2 separate regions of the Columba livia genome follow, and region 2 is linked to region 1. Evidence: chromatin contacts called from public Hi-C data. All regions are on one chromosome and are shown on one strand. The core of a region is the stretch at or near the end of the contact, and the rest is flanking DNA. Distances in the headings are between cores, read along the strand shown. Region 1 has its middle 130 kb from the start of ALDH8A1. Region 2 has its middle 98 kb from the start of ALDH8A1.

Region 1 (5,634 bases), core at 2,504-5,003:
AAACCTGCAAAGGAAATTAAGTGTTTAAAGCACTGTTCTAAGCTAACCTGACTTGAACATCATGAACTCTGCACCTTCTTCGGTATTTCTGGCAGGTTCCTTAACAAATTCATTCTGCATAGGTTCATAGAACAGGTTAAACTCTGCCTGTCCTCCATTACTGATATTGCATAACTTTTTGCAAGCTTTAGCAGGGATAGTAAGCTTTAAGGAAAAGAAGCCAGTTAATTAATACCAAACTGTCACAGATTCCTACAACTATGATCTGTGTTATTGCAAAGGGGTCTATAATAAGAAGGTATTTTTAAAAAATTCTTCCAGCTTAATCATTTATTCCCAAGAAATATATGTGTCAGCATAGGTAGATTTTAGATTAATTTATATAATGAAATCTTACTTTTCTCCCTAAGTTAATTTTCATCATGTGAACAACAATCTTCTGAGCAATTCTGTTAAGGATATCAATGAGAAATATATTTGATGTCTGTCTTTTCCCACATCAAAAGATCATGAAAATAATATACTTAGAGAAAATAAAAGGCATTTAGCAAAGCAAGGCATACTAGAAAACACGGAACACCAACTGTGCAGCATGGAAACCCATGCTAGAGATAAACAAAGAACTGCTTATGAGCTGCCATTAGTGCTGGAGTCTTGGAGAGCAGTGCAGCTAAATTCTGCTGTCTTTTGTATTCACTTTTTTCAGTAGCTTTGTAGTTTGGTGACCAGATTTTCAAACTATATTAAATATTCCCATCTGACTTGGCTACAGCATGTATTTTTCAGAAAGATTTGAGAATATGAACTCTTGTCAGCTGTTGAGCAGACACACATGGCTGCAGAGATTGACATCACCTGTCTTTCTATAATTCTTCCAACAGTATTAAAAGAGCATGACATTCTTTATTTTCCTCTTTTTTAGCTCTTGGGTGCTTTTAGTTCAGTCTCAGTTGCAACTTGACTTCGGTCATGAAATGATCAATATATGCCTACTGAGTGTGGCACCTTACTGTTAGCAGCTTTTGATTATGTGACTGCTATATTGCTACACACAGACAACATGATTGTTTTGAAATCCTACAAACAACTACTTAGGGAAATGGCATTTGGGTATATCTCAGTTTTGTTTAGCCCCCTTCTTTTGCCCTGTAGTCCTAGTAAGATATTCAGCTAGTATGTAGTTTATTTGACTTCTTGGATAGGGGAAAAAAATCCAAACCTAGTGGCTGAAAGGGCCGAAGGAAAGAGCAAACTGAGCCTACCTACTACTTTAATAAGCTGCTATTGCTTTTTCAGTGAGAAGAGAGGAGCTTCTCTCTGACTTCATTGAACTCCACTATGGGCAGCAGCCTATGAGTCACTGCCTTGAAGAGATAGTGAATTATTTTAATTACCCTCAATGAACCCTGCATTTGCAGGAATGAGTCATAGCCTAATGCAATTTCATAATAATTATATAAGAAGTATTTTAAAGTGATGCCTTCTAACTTTGCCTATTTTATTCATTTTCCAGGGTGACTGCAGCACATGATTCATTTAAAATGAGCTAGTACATATTATTTACTAGTAATAATTACTTCTCTTCTTTATAGGTAGGGAATGTGCGTGGTGCTATACAGATGAACAATACGATAAGGTTCCTGAGCCCAGGGGCATGTGGCACATGGATGCAGACATCAGAGTGATTAAAAATAGGGTGGGTGAGATTGGTGCTATGATAAGCAAACAGAGCAGCTCTCTGAAGAGTGTTTTGCTTACCTTCTAATGAGTAATGTGGGGTCAGGTCAAGTGCTCGCAATCGTGTATAGGGGTGTTAGTGGCCAGGGGAGTGCATGAAGCAGAAAGGCGGGCAGAGCAGTTTGAAGGGAAGTGTGTAACAACTGGGGTTAAAGACCTCAAACCTCCTTTTCTTCTCTTTTACCACTGATGAATACTGTTTTGTCACTGTCGCACTGTTTTGTGGGAGGCTATCAAGTTAGACAAGGCATATTTGCTGGAAAGCATTCCAAGTGCCTGCTCATTGGCGAGTGTGCGTGTTTTCCACTTGGTACTGGAAATGATATATTTTATTAAGTAACTGACTAGGCAGTGCTCTGGGTAACTATGTGCTGCTGACAGAAGGCAGTATAAGGTCATACAAGGTATACCCTTTTCCATGCTCACTAAAGGTTTTTGACTCACTCTACTGAAGGAAACGGAGGGGATAATGCAGCACAGACTCCAGTCTGTGTATCCTTGTGTTAGAGCATGTAATCCCTGTAAGGGAGCCTGTTGCTGGGTAGAAAAGAGACTGAAAGGTTGGCGTGGGTTTTTTTGAACTGTGGAGAGCTAGTGTAGGCATGTTTGTGTGCTGCTGTGGAGGAGCTCACTTATGAAAAAGGAATTTTCTTTGTTTTCTATCCAGCTGCCCATTGCCTTGGGCTACCTTCCTTGGGTGGTGTCTATCTATTTACCATAACAAGGCTTGGTCTTCTTGCTCAGCTGGTGTTTGCTTGCCCAACTCTTTTAACATAGATAAAAACTTCATGGAAAGTTTGGTTAATGAAGTCAGTGTAGATGGATAATCAAAATATGGCACTCTTTATGGTAACTTAGTTACTTATACATGCAACTAAAACTAGTGAATGTGCTTTCTGTTGTCAAAACGAAGCAAATACAATGTCCCAGAGTGGTTTGAAAGCCCTGTTATAATGCTGTCTTTAGGGGTAGGAGAATCAAGACAAGAGGTAATGTAAATGACAGGTAAAAAATCACACGGAAATCATGGCTCTGCATAAAGAAGGGAATCCATATGTCTGCAGTCACAGGCAAAGCATCTTAACCACAAGACCATTCTCTCTCCTGTATAAACAAGCTTTTGTTTCGTTCTTGTCAGTAGTTGTGAGAGACAGTTCATGCACAAATGTTAGTGGCAGAGGGTTTGCTGTAAGAAATGTGTTTGGAGCGGAGACTTGAAAGATGAATGAGTCAATGAATTCATGGAAAAGAAAAGCTTTTTCATTTGTACAAAGACTATTATTGCCTGGCAGGTCAATTTTATTTCTGAAAGGATTATCTGGAGCCAGGAGGTTTAAGCTGTGAATCAAAATGTGTACAGGTATTGTGAGAAACAGGAACAAACAGAATACTTTTTAAATCATCCTGTCCATCTGCCTGTCATTATTATGAAGTATGCCATCTTTCCTGAATTTAATCAGTAATATAGCTGAATCACTTATTACCATGGTGCCTGTGCAATAGATACAGCAGAAGAAAACACTGACAGGTTTCCAGGAGGGTTTGGTCGAACTGTCAGCAAGTGGTTTTGGTTGTGATTCCAGATTTTTCCTTTTCGCTCTGCTTCCTTGAAGAATATGCTGATGATCAGTGTCTCTTCCTATGCTGAGGTCACTGAACACAGTCATATTTGCAGTATGTTATCTCTGGCAGAGGGAATTCTACTGAGCATTTACTGCATGGGATGTTGTGTCATATTGTTCCCAAGAGTCCGAATAGGAGTTAAATAGCCACATGGAGAGAGAGTACAAACCCATCATAATTACTGTAAGTTTAACTCACATCTGGCCTGACTAATCTGGGCACAAATGATTTGTCTGTAAATATTTTTTTTTCTCTCCTTGGAAGTGATTGTCAAGAATATAGAGAAAGGGCAAAAAACAGATCGCCAGTGGCAACACTATTGGTTGTAATCCCATCCGATGTTCAGGGAAGATCAGTATTACAGCATGCTGAAGTACTTTCTTGGTAGTTTGCATGCTGGCCCTGAATTTTACAGTTTCCATCAGATCAAGGTGAGAGCCACTGCCAGAACTGCCATCTGTCCCTCCTTGTGTCCTTGCTAGATTTGATGTATGTTCTTTCCTGAGTGTTAACAGCAAACATCATAAGAGTGCTTGTAGTAAAGATGCTTAACACACCAAATTAAACTGCATAAACCCCGCCCTGCTTTTGAACTGTCTTTTCTGGTAGGGGGGGTGCTGCAGCCACTGGCGCCTGTGGCCGGATGACAGCTCCTCATACAACAGCAGAACAACAAAGCTGACTCCTCAGAAGCTTGGTGCTTTGTTCTACAAAGGCTGGGGGGAGAGAAGCGGCTGCTCTGCTGCTTCCGTGGAATAGCTCCATTGTTAGACAGACAATACTTGGGAACAAAGCACACATACTTTTTGAAGATTCGGAGTGCAACACGAGTCTCTTACTTTCACTGTAGGAAGCATGTGACATGCTTGTAAAAGAGGCAGACACAACTGGCAAAAGCTAATAGTGCAGAAACGTTGGGCTGATGTGTAAATAACAACTTTGACAATGATTTTGGCTTTGTTTTTAGGACTTTCTGCAGATCCTGGGTACAAAATTTGAGCACATGAGGGTGGCCAACACAAGATGCTAAGACTAGATGCAGCCATTTCTAAAAGAAGTACCTTTTCTTTTTCATTGTTATACACCTGAAAAAATAGGAAAATGTGGAGATGAACTAGAATGGGTGACCAAGTGAAGAAATATCATTCAGTTTTCTGAGGTTACTTCTAAGTTATTTCTAATGTTCTACCTCCCGGAAACAGAGCAACTCCTAGAAGCAGAGTGTATGGATGTTTTCAGAAAAGTGAAGCATACTTGATTCCAAGTACAGTGAATAAAGTGCTTGAAAATTGAAGCCTGAATGTGTTTGTCCATTTCTTTGCCTTCGGTGAAGAAAAAAGGTTGGCTGGAATACTTACGAACAAATTATGAATGAATATTTGTGTTAGCATGCACCATTTCACCACTGCCAAAACAGCATTGCAAAGCAATATTGGCACTGATAAAATTAGAGAAGGAGAGAAAAGGCTAAGAGATCTAAAGTTTGAGACAGCAACTTTACTTCTCCTAATCTAAAGAGACCCAGAAGGAAAGCTTTGCTTTTAATCAGAACCAGAGTTTGTAACAAACTCACCTGCATGTTTCAAATTTCAGACTGAAAATAGGCTTTTTGAAAAAATGTGATCTGTGAAAATGGCTGAAGAGGATTGCTTTCAACCTGTGCTTGTGCAGAATCAGAGGATTGGTCTGGATTAATGCACTGTTTAATAGTATGGATATGTGAACTGGGCCAGCCCTCTAAAATGCTGAGGTTCTGATGTTTCTAAGAACATCAAACGTGCTGGTGCAGCCAAAGCAAAGGTGACAAGATGAGGAGCTATGACACTGAGGAGTGCATCCTCCAGGGTGGCCTGGTCTCCTGGCTTCATTGCAGCTTGCACAGCAGCTTCTGTGCAATTGGACTTCTCTGTCACAGCCCTGAATCACACTTCTCCCAAAGACCTGAGCCTGGCACTGCAGATCCTGCTGCAGGAGCGAGACAGTGGAGCTGTATGGCAAGTACCAGCAACGTAAAGACGGGCTGTAAAGAAGTAGGTGCTGTGTTCAGTCAGTGGGATCTGACTAGCTTGAGTTTAGCACTTCTTCCTAAATGCTTAGTTTTAAAAGTCTTTGCAGTGTGTCATCCTATTCTGTCTCAGGTTCAGCTTTTTGCTCTGGCGTCACTTGTTCCAGGTTTGTAACAGCAAGTCCTCCCTTGCTCTTTGCCCAGGTGGAGTGTTTACATTGACGTCATGCAAGTTATAGAGTGGCTTAAACACTTCCAGTTTCCCTAAT
Region 2 (4,979 bases), core at 1,470-3,969, 33 kb before region 1:
TTAAATGTCATTCTGCTTTTCCATAGATTGTCATTATGTTTTTTTCATCAGAGATATTAGACAAGTTTAGCATATTATGGCATTACTCAAGACTTGATTTATAATTACAGGGGCATGCTCAGGTATACTGATCTTTTTTGGTTTAATCTCATTTAATCTCATTTTCTAGGAAAATAAGAATCTAATGTACAGATTCAAATCTTGGAACATATCAAGTATATTCACCTCTTTGGACTATTCAATCTTTTTACATTTATTGGGAGCCTTTGAAAAGAAAGTGGCGCGTGAGATAATTAGCACTTGAACAAAAGTTTCAGAGTGAAGCTGCCTGTGAAATGAATACAGATCTATCTAAATGATGAGGGCAACAATACAGGAGAACAAACCAAGTGAGTCTACTACAGAAACCCAGTGCTGGGATTATGGCAATGAGAAACACCACAGTGGACCTCTTGCATTGCTCTTCTGATAAGATATTGAACTAAATCAAAATGGACCTCACTCCTTAGGCATTTTCTTATACAGTGAATTTTTTTCATTGTCGTAAAATGGGGAAACAATAAACATAGGCATTAATCTCTTGCATTATAGCAAAGCTATGGAGTACAACAAGAAGATAAACCCAAGCATACCTGGGAGGGGGGAGGGGCAGGGGGTGAGTGGCAGAAAACCTTTTAAATATTGGGATCTAGTTGTGTATTATCTAATGTTTTTGGATTTTTCAACTTCATCTGCCCAAAATACAGGATGAAAGCACACTTCTTTAGAAAGCAAGAAACCCAAACAAATTAATGCTTGTTCATATGACTCCAAGAGCTCGTGTTATCACAGAAAAAGCACAGCATCATGAGATTCATAACAGCATTTCCAAAGCTTGGTCACACTGGGTCATGTGAAGTTGTGATCTTGACACATTGATCAGTGGCTGTTGAATGCAGAGGAAGCTGTGTGCATGTCATAATCATCAGCTTTTTATTGCAGTAAATGTTTTTTAAAAGCTTACAGTGGAACCTAAAGAAACATAATTATTAGATCACCTTCTTTCTAAGACTATGCATTTGTGTCATGTGCTTAACTTCAACCTACATGCCAACAGTGTTTTGATGATATATTCATTTTGCTTAGTTGTCCCATAACAAATACTTTTAACTTGAGGTGTTGATTTTCCTCATGCGTCACATTTTTTGACATTATTCTAAAGACCAGGAAGGAAGTTTTTGAAAGGCACAAGTTGTAGTTAAGGAGCTCATTACTAATGCAAAACCTGTGAAAAGTAAGTGTGTAAGTCCCGTTTTTGTTTTTGGAAACCTCTGGAGACATTGTAAAGCATGCAGTAGTTTCTGGCAGAGATCAGGCCAACATAATTTGTTGTTGTTTTGTTGCACCCCTCTCCCAGCCTATAGAGGGGGTTAAATAGTGTGTGTTCTTTAGGTATCTTTATGAACAGCAAAATGCAGCAAGATAATGCAGGAGCAGTTGTGAACACTGTTGCCAGTGTGTGTTGTAAAACAGATTGTGTAAGCTTGTTGTTAAAGGAAACATTTCCACACTCCTGTTAGGCATAGGCTGTTGGACCCTGAACTATAACCCAGTATTATGGAAGAGGGTATGGGCCGTGGAGGCAGATGCTACTGTCTTTCAGCAACCTCTGAAAAATGTTTTGAGTGTATTGATATTTCTCTGCTACTATGTGTTTGTAACCTGAAAGAGTGATATATACAAGTGCTGCACTCCTATTCCTATGGTTTTCATAAAGCCCTAAGTTTTAGCATCCATCATGGGATCCTGGATTTGTCCATCTTCACCTGGCTGGTTTGGAGGGAAAAGAAGTGTCTACCAGTGCTGTTGGGGTATAGACACATTTCTTTACTGGCTCCTTTTCAGCAACTGACTCTGTGCTCAACAGCTGGTTTTCCTTTCTCCTGTGTTGTGTCTCGTGCCCGTTTGCATCACATGATGTTGCTGACCTGTTTTCCTTGCTCCATTCTGCTGAATTCAACACCTGAAGAACAATTTCATTAATGACCTCGGACAAATCTAGACAAAGAAAATAAAAACGTGCATCCAGCTAAAAGTACCAAAGAAAGAGGAGAAAGGAAGAAGCATTTATTACTCCTTTCCAGCTCTACCCACATCCCCTTGCTCAGAAATGTTAATTTGAGCCCCGTTTCTCATTTATACTAAGCCCTCTTTGGGAGAATTTTTTCTGGGAACAGGATTTTTCCTTTCCCTGTTGCTTATGTGGACCTCTCAGAAGAGCTTAGATGAAGTAAGAGTGGCATAAACAGAGCTGGTATTGAGCCCTTTGTGCACTCCCTGGGGGATGAAAAGGAGGGAATACTGAGCTCAGTCTTCTGAAGTGATGTTTTCTCATCACAAACAATTTCCCTCTGGCAGTAAAGACTGATAAAATTAGTTCTCCCCCCAAGGCAGTGGACAGGTGACAGGAAAGGGTGATGCCTTGCCTAAAGAGAGCAATTGACCCTGCTTGGCTTCACTGTCACTGAGGCAGTGCACACCAGGAACACTCAGGTTTTTGTCCACACGTTCATTGGCTGACAAGGATGCTGCCCACTGTGAGGCTTCACATGCTTGGGACTGAAGGGGCAGGAGAGCTTTTTCACTCTTCATCTGTGTGTCTGTTGATGCTCTTTGCAATGGATCGGACAATAAATAGGACCCAGCTGTGTTTTCACACAGGGGACAGCTGAAAAGGTTTGGGCCTCTCAGGAAGCAAAAGCTGAATTTTGTTGAGGTGAATGCTGCCTGCAGCATGAGCGCAGAGGGTAGACGTTTGGCTCCAGACAGGCGGCACAGGTTAATGTCACTAAAACATCCTGAAGTGCTATGGGAAGTTCTGGTCAGCAGTCTGGAGGCAATGGCAGTCATCGCTGACCTATAAACAGGATGAGGGAGCAGCAGCAGCAAAGCGGAGAGACAGTCGCTGGCGCTACGTTGACAGGCAGACACATAAACAAAGCAAGAGAGGAAGCTCTGTTTATAGCTGGAAAAGAAATCCCAAACTATAGGATGCAAATGATGGACATACATGTCTATAAATAGCTACAAAAGCATAATGTGACTTAAAAGATTTAGTTGTGCCACAAAGACTTCATCTCTATACTTAGAATGGACTGAATGCACTTCTTATTTTTTATTTAAATGATGCTTATTTTTCACATATTTAGTATTACTTATTGTGCTTTAACTGGGCTTTTTAAATATAAGAAATTTTGCATGAATCAAACAATAACATTATATTGTTTATTAAAATGAAGAGGCTAAAAGAAGTTGAGAGGCTGCCAGACTTTTCAAACAGCCACCTAAGACACCCAGTCAACAGTAGTTTGGTGTGTGGGTATGAAATTGTTTTATCAGATTAATAATACTTCAGAAGCCAAAGGGTGAGGAGAATATAAGCAATATTTTGTTAGGCTTTTGATTGTGTTCTCTGGGTTTGAGGATATTAAGCAGAAGGCTAGTGAGAGTGTCATTACCCAAATATTATTCTGCCAGAGGAAATGTGGATGAGAAACAACCTGTGTGAAAACACTCCCAGGTGCAGGAAGAGATCTTCTTTCTACCTTTACATGTAAGTAGTTTGGGACCTTCACCTCCTGCTTTTGCTGGGCTATCAGATAGAACTCCACGTGTTTTCTGGATTCGGTTCAGTGGGTTTTTGCATCAGTTATGGTAGTTAAGAAAGTTGTGAACAAGACTATGTCAAGATACATTTATTACAAATTGTTTTTCTACTGGACTGGAAGTGGTGGTATAATGCTGACAAGGTATACATACTTAAAGCATTTGTGGATGTGGTCATTTGTTTCTTAGTGGAATTACTTATGTGGTATAAAAGAAGAATTGTGTTTAAAAAAAACAAACAGTCACTGGGAATAAGATGCCTACTGGCACTTTTTTACCAGATAATAGTTGAGTGACCCTGAGGAATTTTGTCTAGCAGTCCTACTATGGGTTGCTATGCTTGTAGTTTTTAAATTTCCATTTTCATTCATAACACTCAAATTGCTTTCACAATGGCTTTTCTGGCTTTTCTAAAAAAAGGTAATGAGTATTATTGCTTATACACACAACATAAAAACCTGTGTTTAGTACTTCAGATATTGCATGTGGACATTAATACTTGGTTTAAGGAACAAATACAATTAGCAGCTGTTTTGTGTTACCATAACCTCCTGCATCAGACTTTGTCTCACAAAGTAAACGAGAGGTAAAACTTTTAATGCCCTCAAATCGCCTGGCCTAACAGATATTGCATAGCAATTTCAGTTTCATTTGGGGTGGCATTGTAATTTCCAACTTGACTGTCGGACTAATTTCTTTCACAGCAGGGCATTCTGTGATTTCTGCACTGTACAACTTCACAACTGAAGTTCAGAAAAAAAAGTCAGAACCTCTGAAACAACGTGGTTCTCTGGCTTACAAACATTCTCAACCTGTCAAATCTTTCTTTCATGGCTGCAGGATCAGCCTAAGAAGAAGCAAGGCTTTCATTGATAGATCTCTACAGGAGTCTAAACACCCAAAATAATGTTAACATACTTTCTTTACAACCCTATTCTTTCTAACTAGAGGAGAGAGTTTTGCTCTGTCCTGGCAGAACCTTTGGAAGACAATCTACCCAGAAGGCATGAACCTTCACAGCCTACCCACAGCTTGGTCTTCAGGACAAAGGCAAATGCCTTCTTTTCCTTCTCTGAAGGAAAATGAAAAATCAAACAAACAGTCATGGAGCAGTTTTGATTGGAAGGAACACAGTTTTTGTTAACTGTCAACACAGCAATGAGAGTGACTGGTCATTGCTATTTGATTTTGGCTTGCTTTGTTTTAAACTGTTTTTAACAATTGTCTTCACTGGTTTGTTCCAATAGGGAGATGTCTGTTCTCTTTTCTGCTGACCAAAGTGTGATTTCATGTGTTAAAACCACTGGCAGTTATGTGCTCAGCAATGCAGTCAC

The links. Hi-C and Micro-C count contacts between places; a contact is called where the count stands out from the background.
Region 2: a Hi-C map of crop shows a contact between it and region 1, with 4 times the contacts expected there. The contact joins two enhancer-like sites. A contact is called at or near these places in 2 of 2 Hi-C or Micro-C datasets (crop and liver).

Annotation. Positions count from the first base shown.
Region 1 is chr3:59,767,375-59,773,008 of bColLiv1.pat.W.v2, reverse strand. No RefSeq gene overlaps it. Among named protein-coding and RNA genes, the nearest start is that of ALDH8A1, 130 kb to the left of the region's middle. Within about 2 kb of position 3,753, at least 1 of the 3 cell types and tissues checked has an H3K27ac peak away from gene starts, as active enhancers do.
Region 2 is chr3:59,800,306-59,805,284 of bColLiv1.pat.W.v2, reverse strand. No RefSeq gene overlaps it. Among named protein-coding and RNA genes, the nearest start is that of ALDH8A1, 98 kb to the left of the region's middle. Within about 2 kb of position 2,719, at least 1 of the 3 cell types and tissues checked has an H3K27ac peak away from gene starts, as active enhancers do.